Regions from separate parts of the Rattus norvegicus genome. Here region 2 is linked to region 1. A link is a contact called in public Hi-C data. All regions are on one chromosome and are shown on one strand. The core of a region is the stretch at or near the end of the contact, and the rest is flanking DNA. Distances in the headings are between cores, read along the strand shown. Region 1 holds the start of Gnai1 (G protein subunit alpha i1). Region 2 has its middle 92 kb from the start of Trnaa-agc88.

What was found. Hi-C and Micro-C count contacts between places; a contact is called where the count stands out from the background.
Region 2: a contact with region 1 is called in a Hi-C map of prefrontal cortex, with 7 times the contacts expected there. The contact joins the enhancer-like site here to the promoter of Gnai1 in region 1. A contact is called at or near these places in 4 of 12 Hi-C or Micro-C datasets (the A7r5 cell line, Schwann cells, frontal cortex and 1 more).

What each region holds. Positions count from the first base shown.
Region 1 is chr4:17,701,924-17,709,527 of GRCr8, forward strand. It overlaps Gnai1 (G protein subunit alpha i1), which reads left to right and starts at 4,138. Exons shown (of 8, transcript NM_013145.2): 1 at 4,138-4,474. The coding sequence starts at 4,357.
Region 2 is chr4:17,986,773-17,994,376 of GRCr8, forward strand. No RefSeq gene overlaps it. Among named protein-coding and RNA genes, the nearest start is that of Trnaa-agc88, 92 kb to the right of the region's middle. Within about 2 kb of position 2,974, at least 19 of the 93 cell types and tissues checked have an H3K27ac peak or open chromatin away from gene starts, as enhancers often do.

The sequences.
Region 1 (7,604 bases), core at 2,888-5,387:
CGACCCTCACCCCATACACACACACACACACACACACACACACACACACACACACACACACACACACACACACACACACACAGAGAGAGAGAGAGAGAGAGAGAGAATTTAGGTTTTGCTATGGTGATCGATAGCTTTAACCACCACTTCCTTTACATTAACTCAGTACTCCTGCTCCCCAGCCACACCCTCACCCCGAACTCGTCACTCAAAAGTGCACATGATCTCTAATAAGAATGGTTTTGGTTTGGGCTCTGTAAAGCAAACTGAAAGCAGAGGGCAGGCTACCCCACTTACATTCCTAAATATTCCTAGCTAGTCCCCAAACCAAACTCTTGATTTCCTAAGCAGAAGGCTTAACCAATGCGGTTAATAGAGTCGGGGTTCACAAGCCATGTGTGCTCACACTGTAGCCAATGGTAAACACTAACCTTCTGATCTGTCACTCACTCTCTAATCCCCAGAGGTACTTGGCCCCAACTCCACACATACTAATCTATTCAAACCTCAAACCAACATCTCAGGTAACTGTGGCTTATTCTTGCAAGGGTATTATGAGTAGGGAAAGGATAGTTCCAGAAATTGTTTCTGTGGCATTACAGTCTCATTTTGAACTCAAATGGGACCAGGCCATTTGATGACTGAAAGGTATAGAGTCTTAAATGCTCATATAGGTCTAGAATGCTCAATCTAGATGTTGAAATCTTAGACTATGATGAATAAGCAGGAATTATGCACCTCTTTCCCTCACTCCAAGGTAGCTTTGTCAGCTGCAACATTCTCTCTGTATTTCTACATCTATTACCCAAAGTCACTTGGCCTCTGATTTATGACCTATCCTCATTCGTTTGGAAATAATGGTCAGCTCACATGCTTCTTCTCATTCCTACATTAAATATCCACAATTTTCTCCCAAGATACTTTATGAACAGTTTAGTATAGGCTTAGATTTTTCAAAAGCTACATTTAATAAGGGATCTCAAATGGTTTGAACCCCCACTTCTAGCCCACCATCCAAAGGTAGGGGAAAAAAGATGGTAAATAGGACAAGGGCATGGGGACCTGTTTAGAACTAGTTCTCTGGGGCAGTTCCAATCTTCGTTTGTCAGGATACCAGCGGTTCAATTCAGTAGTGTCAGGATAGCAAATATGAATCAGCAGAGGCAGCACCATCCAGCAGAAACTGCCAGGCTTCCAAATCAGCACAAATTAGTGGGAGTGACCAGGACCAATCAGTACACCTGGTTCTCTGCTGTTCCTCTCTCAATGAAGCAAAGATCAGTGAAGACTTGTGACCAACAAACTTGCAAAGCTAGCTATGCAAGCACTCTGTCACTGTCTGTTGAGTCCTATTATACTTTCTCCAAACATGTCCTGGGTCTTATGGATTATGGAGAATGGCTAAAGGATATGGGGTTTCTTTTGGGGGGCACAGAACATTTTACAAATGGTATGGTTATGGTTTTCCAACTCCATCTATAGTAAGAGCCACTGAACTGTACACTTCAAATGCATAGATATTCTGAAATTAGTATAGCTGTTAAAACGATCATGATTTTTCTAAAGGAAAATGAGTGTTCGGAAGTGGGGTTTTTAACCTCTGTAATTCCACTTTTACTGCTTCACTCTCTCTATATTAGATGATCTAGTGATGGTTGTCCCAACTCCTTTACTGTTGAATCCTATTTTGCAAGGTCATGATCAGATGTATTAGTCTGAGTGAAGGTTATCATCTCTGAATTACCAATGCCATCCACTCGTTAGGATGGTAGGTAACTCATTTGTTTTACATCTGATGCAAAGAGCTTTTCCCTTTTCTATCTCTGTTACTTTACTCAGGGGAATGTGGGCACACTTAGCACTCATGGTATCAAGTCCAACTCTTTACCTTAATCGTTATAGTTCTTTTCTAACTTTCATTTTAAACGTTCATTTTCATTCATCACATTCCTTTCAGCAGACTTCATTTCAATCATAAAATAATGGCTGCCTTCTATTCACACTCTGTTAATCTTTTAGTTAGATATTCATATGAACCAAAATAGTCCCTATTCTGGACTGAATGGTGATGTCTCCTCAGTTCTCTTAGGCTGAAGCCCTAACACTCTGTACTGGAAGGGAGGACCTTTGGGAAGTACATAGACAGAGATGGAGTCCTGAAAGTGGGGAGGGGGGCAACGACAGTAGAAGAAAGAATTTTCCTCTTCTCTCATTCCTGGTTCTCTTTCGCCTCCTTCTTCTACTTCTCCACTTAGTAAAGTGGCCATGCACTAGCCAGCAGGAGAACCCTCACTGGAGAGACTTGGATCCATTGGCCTTTTATCTTAGACTCCTCAGACTTGAGAAATAAAGTACATGCCGGTTGTTGAAGCCATGTGATTGCCGTACTTTGCTATGGCAACCAGTTCAGTGTTCCAGTGCACACTTCTTCAGTGGCTTGCCCACCAGCCTCCCTTGAGAGTCCTTCCTACATCCACACCGTCATTTTACAGCCTCTTCGAAGTTTGGTTTCCCTTCTTCTACTCATTTATTTTCTCACTTCCCCGACAAGCTTTTCAAAGGGAAGGTGTAAGCCATGTAATTCTTTGACAATTTCACTTGGTCCAAACATAAGGAGTGCAGCTGTGTTCGCCACTCCTCAGACCTGACTGATTCCCCATCTGGCCTGAACCATGGAGGAAGGGCAGTCAACTGACAGCTGCAAATGGCTCACTCACATTGGGTTGACTGTCACTTTCATGAATTCTGGACTTCCTGATGAACATTTCCAGTGCCAGGAAGTACAAAGGAGGTAGAAGGTGACCAAATATCCTAAAAGTGTGCAGGGTTTTCTTCTGTTTTGAAAGAATCCTAGGAAAGGCTCAGGAAGTTCTTAACACTGCTTATCTTGTGCTCAGCAAGTTTGACTCTAACAAAATGGCAACCTACAAGCTCTGCTTGCACTGAGGGACCCAACCTGCAGCTAAGCTACTGGGCCTGTGTCATCAGCTTAGACAGACCTTCGAACCCAACCCCAGATTTTCAAATGATTCTTTGAAAATCAGATTTTCAAACGGGAGCCAAAGACTAACTGCCTGATTTTTATCTCGCCAAGGAATGTATTTTCTCTCCTAGTACCTTCTTCATCTATTTAGTCAACATTTCTCCTATAATCAGCAGTGCAACTGACAAGAGAGAGCCCAACCTTCAACCTATGCTCCTCCCCTCATGCTGGGTGAAAAGCCATCTAGGCCTTGCCCTGACCTGGAAGGTTCAACAGCTCATCTGCCAGCAAAGAAGCTAAGGTCTGCAAAAAACAGATGCCATGGCTATTGGCACAGGAGTCACAACATGGCCATAAACATGGGTACTCAGCTTGGCGAGAAACTTACATGTGCCCTAAAGGCAGAGTGCAGACTTGCTTGTGTGTTTTATTGCCCTTGCCATTTTAAAAATAATTCTTTGATTCTTCGTCAAACGTTTTTGTCGGGTTACGAAGAAAATCCTTCAAAATGCGTCCCCTTATGAAAAGGAAGGTGAGCATAGATCACAGGGAAAGCCAGAGGAAAAGAAAGAGAAAAGGTAAGGGAGGAAGTGAGTATTGGCAACTCCAAGATTAAGATTCCCGCTTGGCTGATCGCCACTTCGGGTTTCGCTGAGCCCCATTTCTTGCTCATTTCGCTCTATTTCTCACGGTCCTTCACACAAGCCCACACATTTTGCAAACCCTTGCGTGGCTGCAGGCGCCAGGCATGCTCAAATGCCCAGGACTGCTTTTTTTTTTTTTTTTTTTTTTTTCCCCTTGTTCGCAACTTTGGCAAGCGTCCCACCCGCGCCCTTAAGGGACAGGTACCCACGGATCCCAGCAGCGGTCTCCGGAGCGTGGGAGGGGGCTAGTGAGCTCCAGGCTGGGGCTGGAGAAGTCAGCGGACGCACCGGGCACCTCGTGGGGGGGACGTGCAGGAAGCGCCGGGCTCGGCGATCACGCGGGCGCGCAGCGGTCGGAGGGGGCGCTGTCCGACGGCACGTGCGCGGGCGGGCGTGAGCGCGCGCTGGGAGTGGTCGCGGGGCGGGCAGGGGCGGGGCCGCGGCGGCGCGCGGACGCGGAGCTTGCTCGGGCTGTGTGCGGCTGCGGCTCGGCCACGGGCAGCTGCGGCGGCGGCGGCGGTAGCGGAGCCTAGCGGTCGCCGGGACTCGCGGGCGCGGATCGTAGAGCGTCGCGGGCGGGGACGGCCGCCCGAGGCGGCGGCGTATCGGTTAGCAGACCTCGCCTCCAGCTTGCCGGAGCTGAGGACCTAGCGGGGCCGCCTCCGGGCCAGCCTCTCCCCGCTCTGCCAGCCGGCCCCGGCGCCGAGGGCGCGGCGACGCTCGGCCACCATGGGCTGCACACTGAGCGCTGAGGACAAGGCGGCCGTGGAGCGCAGCAAGATGATCGACCGCAACCTCCGGGAGGACGGAGAGAAGGCGGCGCGCGAGGTCAAGCTGCTGCTGCTGGGTGAGCGCGGCCGTGGGGACCGGGCCCGGGTCGGGGGACAGCAAGGAGCGAGCGCGGCATCTCAGCCCTTGCACAACGCAGGAGGCTTCTTGGCCGGGGCGGTGACTGTCGCGCGACCTCACGGGCAGACCAGAGTGTGGCCGGGCGGCGGGACGCGTGGGAACCCTATCTTTGAAGTTGAGCTCTGCCCTCCCTAGATGAGGGACAATTCGGGACCACAAAGCCAAGCACCCTCTCTCCACGGACACCCCGTGGTGAGAGGTGTCATGAGGCGTTCTGCTTTGCCCACGCCTGGAAAGTGCCACGTTGGGTGGCCTCGGGGCTCTCTGTGTGGGGCCTCCGTGGGGTCTCAGTGATCTTGCCTGTCAACTTCATATGGCGACTCAGTGAGTGAAAAAGAGCGCTGAGGTTTTCCCTGCGTAAGGACTTGAGCTGCGCCGGAGGCTGGATTTTGCCTGGGTGGGGGATGGAAACCACCAAAGTTGGCTCACGTTTGCTCCCATAGTAGGAGAGGAAGATGCTTCGCGGGTGAAAAGAGCCCTGACAGGTGCGAAAGGCTCATTCTCCACCACAGGGTCGTCTCTCCACTGCGGTGTTCGCTCCAGTGAGGTTTGACAGGTGCACACCAGGCTTTCTTTATTCATTCTTAAAACACTGTTTTGCTGAAAGCCGACATGGAGGTCTTCCAGTTTTTTGAACGGAGGGGGAAAAAAGGAGTAAATCCGGATTTTGATTGAGTGATATAAGGAAAATATTCACAGGTTATATTATTATTATTATTATTATTATTATTATTATTATTATTATTATTATAGGTCTGTGAGTCGGGGTTTCCTTTTGCTTGTTTTCCTCCCACACTTGAGGTATTTGGGCAGATGATAGATTTCTTACAATCTTCATTTGCACTTCCAGTGATTTGCTTGTGTTCTTCTCACAGTCTGATAAAAAGGAAACATCACTGCACAAATCTGCTTTTTAGTAAGCTCCTGTTTCATTGGTTTAACGGCTGCAGAAAGATGGTGGTTATTTCGTTCTTTCTCCATTACTAGTAGGCTTAGGAGAAGCAAACTTGGCATGACTAAAAGTAATAATGATCTGAGTCATTTTGCAAGCAAACTGTGAAATAACTTTGCATTTTAAAGACCTGGGTGATGTTTTTTTTTTTTTTCACCCATCACAGCCTCCCCCATAAATCTTTCTCTGTAAATTGGATTGACTGAATTTTTATATTAGAAAGATACTGTGTTTTTATGAGGTCAGTGTGTTTTTAGAAGATTAGCTACAGAAGAGACAGGACTTGATACTGAACCAGGTGACTTACAATAAACATAAGATAAAAGGGTTAGACAGTTCTTTTCCTGTGGTTTCAGAGAACCTGCTCAGAAGGTCTTGTGGGTTACAATGCAGTTCTTGGAGCTGCCATCCACCACATTTAAAGCAGTTGTAAAATGACCCCTCCCTGGTAGTGGCAGCTTATCTTTTAATTAGACACCTATGAAAGATTTGAAAAATGGAATTTCGCTTCTGCCAGTTTCAGAATGCATGGCATCTCTTTTATGACTGTTGGCGATTTTTGAAGTTGATAGTTCTTTGTTGTTCCTGGGGAGGGGGTGTGTATCCTGTGTGTTGTAGGATGTCTAGCAATGGAGTTGACCTCCACCCATTAGCTGCTGAGGGCAGCCCAGCGTCTCTCATCTCCTAAAAATGTTGCCAAACGCCCCCTGGAGGCAGAAATGTAACCTCTGCGGAGAACCCCTGTTTTAGATTAATTATTAAATATAGTTGAGTGTGTAACATACAGCTGAAGTTGATTTCTCTTACCATCTGTGGTGAATTAATGAGAGATGAGTTCCAGGAGGAGTTATGATTCTTATTCCTCCAAATCAATGCATTAGAAGGATTCTAAAATTATCAACAGGCAAACAAACGGCAAATGGGTTCCTTTGCATGTTGTTTCTTGCTTGGAGGTTTGGCTTTTCTGGACAACTGTGTTTTCTGTCTAGAATTCCAGTCCATCCTTGTCTTCTTGTCTCTCACTTCTCTGACAGCCCAGTTCCCATTTAAAAGAGAAAAAAAAAAAAAAACCTTGTGTACTTATTTCACAAATCTTAATTCTTGTAATAATGAAAACATTTTTCTCCAAGTCAGACTTAGCAGTGAATTATGACCTTTAGTCCAAGTTTCGATGTTTAAGGCCGTGTGCAATAAACTGTGTGGCATCGTCCACCTAATAATTCATGGCAACTGGTCAACTGAGATGTAAAGTGGTATCCTGGGTAACCCAGCAGTACCACTTAGATTCTTAGGAGGGTGACTTCATCTTCATGTCTTTTGTTCTGTTCCTCAATGATTTATTTAAAAATACTTAGAGCATAGAGCATTTAAAACAGTCTATTGAAAACAGTGCACCCCTTTTCATAAAAGAGCGCATCTCTTTAAACATCTGAAGTGAGAGAATCTTGCATAAGATTTGCAAATAATTAGTAAATATATGGGTGCTGGGTGTGTAGTATTTACTATTTAAATTAGAGGTGTTTCACTGTTGCCTAAGTACATAGACTCAGGCCTAAACCAATGGAGAGGACCAAGTCTTGTCTCCTGACCTGAAGGGCATCAGACTGCACTTTTGTTCACTTAAGTATTTCAGTTTAGTTTCTAGCTTTCAGTATTTGAATCAGTTAAGATGCTTACATGAGCCCTGTGGATATTTAGCACTCTTTCCACTGCGTATGAATAATTATTCCAGAAGAAAGCACCTTTTATTCTTACGTCTTTGAGAATTCATAATTGTAAGAGCAGTAGAATTGCAATTAGGACGTTGTTCCGTTAGACTACCTTGGGCTCCTGTTATTTATCAAATTTCATTTGTTGATGATTTTTCTAAGATAAAAGGTACTAGCTTTAAAAAAAAAAAAGGACGGTTTTCATGAATTCGCTGTTCAGTTTCGATCTCATTTCAAAGCTTTGAGCTTATCATAGCAGACAGTTCTCTGTACTCAACTTCCCCACACAAGCAAATCACCTCCAGAAGCTGCCTCCCCTCTGTGGTATAGCATACTATTACAGGCTCACGGGCAGGGGTGGGGAAGCAGGTGAAGACTTTGAAGTCTTCTGCTGGCGGACCTTGCCT
Region 2 (7,604 bases), core at 1,724-4,223, 280 kb after region 1:
TCCCTCATGTAACTTGATGTTGGTTACAGGTTTGCTGTAAGTTGCCTTTCTTATGGATAGCTATGTCCATTGTACATCTAGTCTGTCCAGAACTTTTAATCGTGACAGGATTTGGGTTTTATCAGATATTTTCTGCATCTAATGAAATAATCCTATGATTTTTTCTTTCAGTTTATTAATTTGATAGTTTACACTAAATGATTTTCATATATCGAACTGTCTCTGTATCTCTAGAATGAAGCCTAGTTGTACATAGTGGATGGTCTTTTTGATATGTTCTTGGATTTGGTTTGCAAATATTTTACTGAACATATATACATCTATGTTCATAAGGGAATTTGGTCTGAAGTTGTCTTTTGTTGTCAAGCCTTTCTGTGATTTGTGTGTCAGGGTAACTATGGCCTCATAAAATCAATTGGGCAATGTTACTTCTGTTACTAATTTGGAATAATTTGAGAAGTATTGGCATTAACTTTTCTTTGAAAGTCTGCTAAAATTTTGCTCTAAAACCACCTGGCCCTAATACTTTTTTTGTTTAAAGTCTTTTAATGACTGCTTCTATTTCACTAGTGGATACAGGGCTATTTAAATTGTTTATTTCATCTTCATTTAACTTTGGTAATTGCTACCTATAGAGAAAATTATACCTTTCTTTTAGAGTTTCCAATTTGGTGGAGTACATGGCTTGAAAGTATTTCCTTATATTTTTTGAATTTTCTGGGTCTGTTGTTATGTCCCCTTTTCCATTTCAGATTTTATTAATTTGTTCATTGTCTGTCTACATTTTAGTTGGACAAAGGTTTGTTGATTTTGTTGATTTTTCTCAAAGAACCAACTCTTGGTTTCATTGACTTTTTGTATTATTCTCTTCATTTCTGTTTTGTTGATTTTAGCCCTTAGTTTGATAAACCCTTGTTTTATACTGGGCATGGGGTCATAGAAGAAAGGGCAATAGTAGCAGGTTTTCTCCTACAAAGCTGGAATGATACTGAGCTAATCTGGTCTCGGAAGTAGGAGAGGTTGCCTACTGGTTGCCCTGGGATGAGCAGCCTTTTTGTTAGCAGGAGGTGCCCACTGGGTTTGGGGTCTAGGACAAAGCAACAAGCAGAGGCAGAGCTAGGAAGGCTGGAAAGGGAAGAGCTGTGGTACCCATCGGTGAAAGAGTAGGAAACAAGGTCAGGGAAGGCTGCTGAGAGTCTACTACTGCAGAGTTGAGGATGAGACTAGAATAGTCTGCAGGAACAGAGAGAGAGGGGGGCTGGGGTGGGGGAGGGAGGGAGGAAGGGAGAGAGGGACGGGGGAGAGAGAGAGAGAGAGAGAGAGAGAGAGAGAGAACAGTCTACCTGACTTTCTGGCAGTTATGGCCTGTGTAGGTTTTGGGGGGCTCAGATAAAGTGGTTGAGTAGAGGGAGGGATGTTAAGAATGGATGGAATGTAGGGTCCACAGGGAGTGTAGGTAGGGGGAAGGGAAGGCTGCACAAGGTGGTCTTTTGTGAAACTGAGTATGAGCTCTAGATTGGATTTGTTGGGGAGGAGGGAGTGGTGAGTGTCTTCAGTCAGCTTTCTGTGTTCTGCTTAACTGCTGTGTTTCCCACGAAGGCCTACTGGTGCTGGAGGCTGGAGTAGTGGATTGAGTTAAGGGAAGGAAATTTGGGGCAACGGACCTTTGAAATCCCTTCAGGATGAGGTCAAATCATGAAGAGACTGTAGTAGAATTTCTGCTACAGAGCTGAGAGGGAATTGGGTTTTAGAGTAGTAGGAGAGGTGTGGGTCCCCTAAATGCTTTTGAATGGTCATTTAATCCTTAGTGTACAACAAATATTAAGTTTTTGTTGGGAGCAGGTATATAATAAACTCAGAGCACGTAATTTTTAAAATTAGGTGCAGGCACCAGAAGAAGTTGATAAGGCTGATAATCCGACACTGTGGAAAATCTTAACATAAACCAGGTCTCGGCCAAATAGTAACATGGGAGTTAAGATGAGTTCTGTCATCTAAATGAGGCTTAGCTTCCTAGTAGCTAAAATAAGGATATTTGTTGCATTTACAGACCATTACAAATTAAATATCAAACCTCTTCACAGAGCGTGGAGTACTTTCTAATAATAAAATTACTTGATATTATCCTTAAAACTATTTAAACGATTATTCATTTTAAGTTCCTTCCCATTAATAAAATAATGCTATATTGAAAATATTTAAATTACATTTCATATATCAGTGAACAAATAAGAAATTCTAGAAAACCATTTAATTTTTATCACTAGGAATCTTGCTCATGTTAGAAGTTAAGAAAAATTAAAATATCAAAATCCCCATACCATTACAATGAGAGTAATTCTGAATCACCAGTGAGTTCTTTGTACGCAGCACATACATGCATATACTGTGTATATAATTCCTTTTCATTTTTTCATTGTTAATTTTATGGTTTTAATTTTATTTTCATCCAATTTGTAAGAAGTCTAGTGTAAGCCACAGAATTTCCGCTGCAGATGGCGGAAACTGGCCACCCTCCCTCTTTTGCTTGAGAGATTTGATGCAAGTGACCAGTTTTCAGTAAACAGAAGGGTAAAAATGGGGAAGCAAATCCATAAGTTCTTGCTTGAAATCAGGTGGAGCTGATTTAGCTGTTCAAAAGCTGACTGGACGGGAAATTCTTTTCTGGTCTTGCCCACTGCTAGATTGATTTTAATGGTGAGTTTTTAAAGAGCCCCATAATCTAACTGCCAGAAAGATGATGCACTGAGGGCAATTTAAGAGAAAAGTGGATTATCTTTCCTATGGTTTCAATTGTAGCACACCCTGGTGGAGAGAACACGGTAGAGTTATGGCAGAGGGAACCTGGGGCTGCGGTTCCTAGTAGTGCGGTCCCGGGAAGCACAAAACTCAGACCCAGAAACAGTTCATTCAGATCCCCTCCTCCACAACTCACACCTGCTAACAAGGCTGCATTCTTTTGTCCTCGACTTTCTAGAACAGCGTCACCAAGTGTTCAAACATATGAGCTGTGAGGGATCTTTCCGGACTGGATGAAGGCAAACAACTCATTCAGTCGGGAAATTGTTCATCAAAACAGTTTTCTTCCCCATTTAATGCACATATTACTTTGCTGCAATGCATTTTCATGTCTGTTCAACTAAAAATAGACTGCAGGCTGGAATCTGCAGTTATTTTTTTTCCCCTCAGTATAAGCTGCATCTGTAGTCTGAAGTGCGTCACTTTAATTCTGCCATCTGGTGGTTGAAAATATTGATGCTCTTGCCGTCTGTGAATCTATGTTAATTCGACATATACATGTACTAATTTACATCGCCAACCAAGATATAATGTGCCATATACGAAATTGGCATACATTTCAGAACTGAGGATTACACATTAGAAAATGAATTATGTATCCTCTTTCTGCATTTTTCATGCAAAAAATCTATGCTGACTCATTTACTCTTTACACATGGAATATGCTTTGTTATGTTTAATCCTATAAATGGTATCTTTTGATTTAGACAGAGTTCTTTATTTCCATTTTGGCATACTCTAAAAATATTTTCTCTATATTCAATTCAGTTTATGTTGTTGGAATGTCATTTAATTGAGAAGTCAGTTTTCATATAAATTATTAATTTTGGCTAATTTAGTATCAAGAATAGACCATTAACAAAAAAATACCATATATAAAGTAAAGGACCAAATCTAGTGTCATGGGCTGGTAGTCCCAGTGACTTGGGTGGGTGAGGCAGAAGGATTTGCAGGTACAGAATCTGGCTTGGCTACACTTAGTTGAAGACCAGTCTAGATAGCACAGTGAGACTGCTTCAAAATTAAAAAAAATTAAGAGAGGACTGGGATGTAGGTCAAAAAATAGGAGGCTTTCCTGGCACATACTAGTACACACAGGATGTCGATTCAATCCAAATACTGAGGGGAGAAGATGAATAACTATGATTTTAATTTTATGGCTAGAAATGTATCGTACGCACATGCGCGCATGTGCGCACACACACACACACACAGAGAGACACAGAGAGATAGAGAGACACAGAGACAGAAATAGAAAGGAGAAAGAGGGGGGCAGAAGCACATTTATTTTACAATTTCATCTTTTATTCTTCCATTTTGCAATCCATAGTTTATTGTTTACCTTGCATATTAGGAAAAGTATACCATTATAGCAGGTTCGTGTGTAGCAGGAACATGAAACCAAGGCTTATAGGCAAACTTAATAGAACTTGTGCCTTCTAGGACCTGGCCATATTGTTATTGAAGCATTTTTGCTGTCACTGGTTCCCAGGAAACCCCAGTGGCTTCCAAGAGGGCTTTCACAACTGCAAGGGGTGCCTTCTCAGAGTGGGCTCATTCGCCTAACTTGTTGCACTGCAGAAACTCTTTCTGCTGCTTATGAAAGAGGAAAGGCTCAGCCTGAATAAAACTATTTTTCAATACTGGCTGAAGCTTTTGTTTTTGTTATTGTTTCTTTTGGAGAATATGCATTATTTTCTCTATTACAGGGATTTAAACAGTTAAGTAAAACTTGAGGGTGGTTTTACTGGATGAACTGACATCATTCAATGATTAGTATATCTAAAAATTCATCTATACATGCTCTCTTTATCCGAGAACATTTGGCTGTTCATTTACTCTCTTCTATCACTAAAGGTTCTAAAGATTAATTGTAGAAGATATACATTTTATCTGTTTTCATCTAAGTTAATTTCTTGTTTTTTTTTTTTTTCATTGATTCTGGAGTCCCACGTATAGGGGAAACAATAGTGACTAGAGGAAGATGGCATCGTTTGAGAAAATAATTTTCCTCAAAGTCTCCACTTGTGAGGGAGCCGGAAGAATGGGGAGCAGAAAGGTACTTTAAGGACGGTCAACTTCAGGCCTTCTCCAAATAGCTTCTGACTTTGACAGCCGCCTCACTGAAGTTGAAATAGCCTCCTTCTAGACTGTGATGCTATCTCCCCTTGAGAAGAGAGACCCAAGGTCCCTCTTACAGCTAAAGCACTAAGAGTCTGACATTAGTTATCAAAAACATCCTCATAAAAATATAAAGAGGAACGACATTCTGTGTCTCCCTTGGCCTTTCTAAAGCATTTTCTTAAACTCTGTTTGTACAATTTCCCTGAAAAAAATGACAAGGACTTATTAAAATACAACTAAATGTTCACTAGAGTTATAAATATACAGGTTTGTTTTCTTTTAATGTATTCTAGGCTTTCCCTGAGTTTGAATTTGTTCCATTTTTTTTTGTACTGCAAGCAGCCATCACTGTGGTAACCTTACAAATAAAAAAGCACTGCCAGCATATGCACCGAATGTAAAATGTTTCTGTGGATAGCCTTGATACATTGGTGGTGGCAAAGGAAAGCTTCCATTCTCAGCTAAGAAACCAGAGTGAGCATTTTTCCTCTCTAAAATTATTCCGCACCAAATATATTTTGTTCGCAACCATAAAAATGATGTTGAAGATGGTGACAGGTTGTGATCACAATTTCCTCTGTGCCAAGAAGGGATTTTTAAAAATATCATTCTTGCAAGATTGCCAATCTTCATGTTCTTTCCTGAGTATATTTTTGAGAAGTAGGTCCATGAAATTCATCAGAATAAAAGAAAACAATTATATCTCCGGCATTTTCTTTGTAGCAAGCAAGGTCTTGCCCGAACATGAAATGAAAAGAGCGCAGACAATTATCACTATAATCCTTCATCGAATACTCAGAGAATATCTGTGGAATCTTTACCATGCTAAACCAGTGGTTGTGTAAAGTGTCGTATATACTAATGTGAGCTCAGTGAACATGACGGGGATATTAGATTACTGGAAATGTAGTGAGAAGCAGAAAATTTCCACACAAACACTGCCTTTAAAGTGGTCATCTATCCAGAGACTACAAAACAGATAATTTATTGTAAAACAGAACAGCATGGCAGTTGTATAAGAAGTGAGGTGCATGACAAAGAATAGCGAATTCTTTTTTGTTAATTAAGAATGAAGAAAGCTGCTCAGAATGGGGAAGAAAAAGGAGCTGAGACTTAGATGCTGAGAATAAAAGACTTATTACTCGCCCATAGATAGATGAGAACTATATCTGATATAAACCAGTATTTAGATAATAGATTCCAACAGTGTGATTAATATGACATATGTCTAGTGACTCATTTATGTTCTTTAAAGTTTAAAATTAGGTTTTTAAAAAATGGCTGATTTTTATTTTTCATAGGTTTATGTATTATTTATTTGAGTTTTTGTTTTGGTTTGGTTTTGCCTGAATGTTTGTCTGTGGTCCACTTGCGTTCCTTAGGTCCACTTGCGTGCAGAAGAGAATATTAAATTCCCTGGACATGGATGTAAGGATGATTGTGAGACATGTGGGTGCTGGGAATAAAATCCAGGTCCTCTGGAAGATGAGCCACGGTGCTTAATGGTTGAACCATCTCTTGTTATATCCTTATAATCTGTCCATGGAGAAACAGCTATGACAAGAAAGAAGTTATTGGAGAATTCAGTCTCTAAATATTTTACTTACCTGGATTGAACCCAATATTTTAAAATATTATCAAATTATTGATAGATGGCATGGTATAAGAAGAATATGTCTAGGAATACATATAAATATTTATAAATCGTATACACTTTCCTCAAGATACATTGCTGTTATAAAATTAACTGAGGTTTTCATTGACTTCATCAGAACAAATGTCTTAGTGTCTGAAAAATGGTGTGGTATCTGGGTTTAAATTTTATTTAATTAAGTGTCATACAGTAACTGAAGACCTTATATATTAACCTAGTGACTATTAAGGAGTGACATAGATCTAACATCTACACAGGACAAGAGGCCTATTGAATGAGTAGAAAAATATTTATAAAGGTAAAGTACCAAAACCAATGTAAATACTCAATAGTAGTAGAATTCAAAACTTAATTAGGGTCAATCCCCTAGTTCTAATTACTATGGCACCTAAAATGCTACTTTTAAACTTTAAATAATTTGTAACTTCAGAGTTAAATATAGATTATAATAAGTGGATGAGATGGTTTTGAAAGCTGCAATAATGTTTATTTTGCAAAGAGGGACCTCAGGGCAAGCTTTGCATTGAGTAGGGACATAGCAGGCAGCTCATCTGGTCTGTTCAACTACTCCCTAAGGTAGATCCTTAGCAGATCCCTTATGCATCTTCAGCATTTGCATTTTTTATCTTCATGTTCAATCTGTGAGTATGGCGATTATCAACCCGTGTAGAGAATGAGAAAACCGGGGAAAAGTTTGGGGATGGTAGCTATAACCGATATATAATGTAATCTCACCATGGGATATGTACATGAAAATAGAAAGGCCAATAGGAAACAACTAGTCTAGTAAACCAGCTGTAAAGTTGAGATCCTACTTACTGTCAATTATGATGCCAGCATTCATACTACCCCATGACACTGCCTCCAATTATTCTGAGTTTTTTATATTTGTTTGAAAATATGTTAGTAATTTATGTTTCAAAATTTCTAATGAAGATGTCATAAACGAAATGCAGAATCATTCACTAGTTTAAAAAGCAACTGTTGTGCAGTCTGTATTGCTTTTGATCATTTTAATACAGTACAA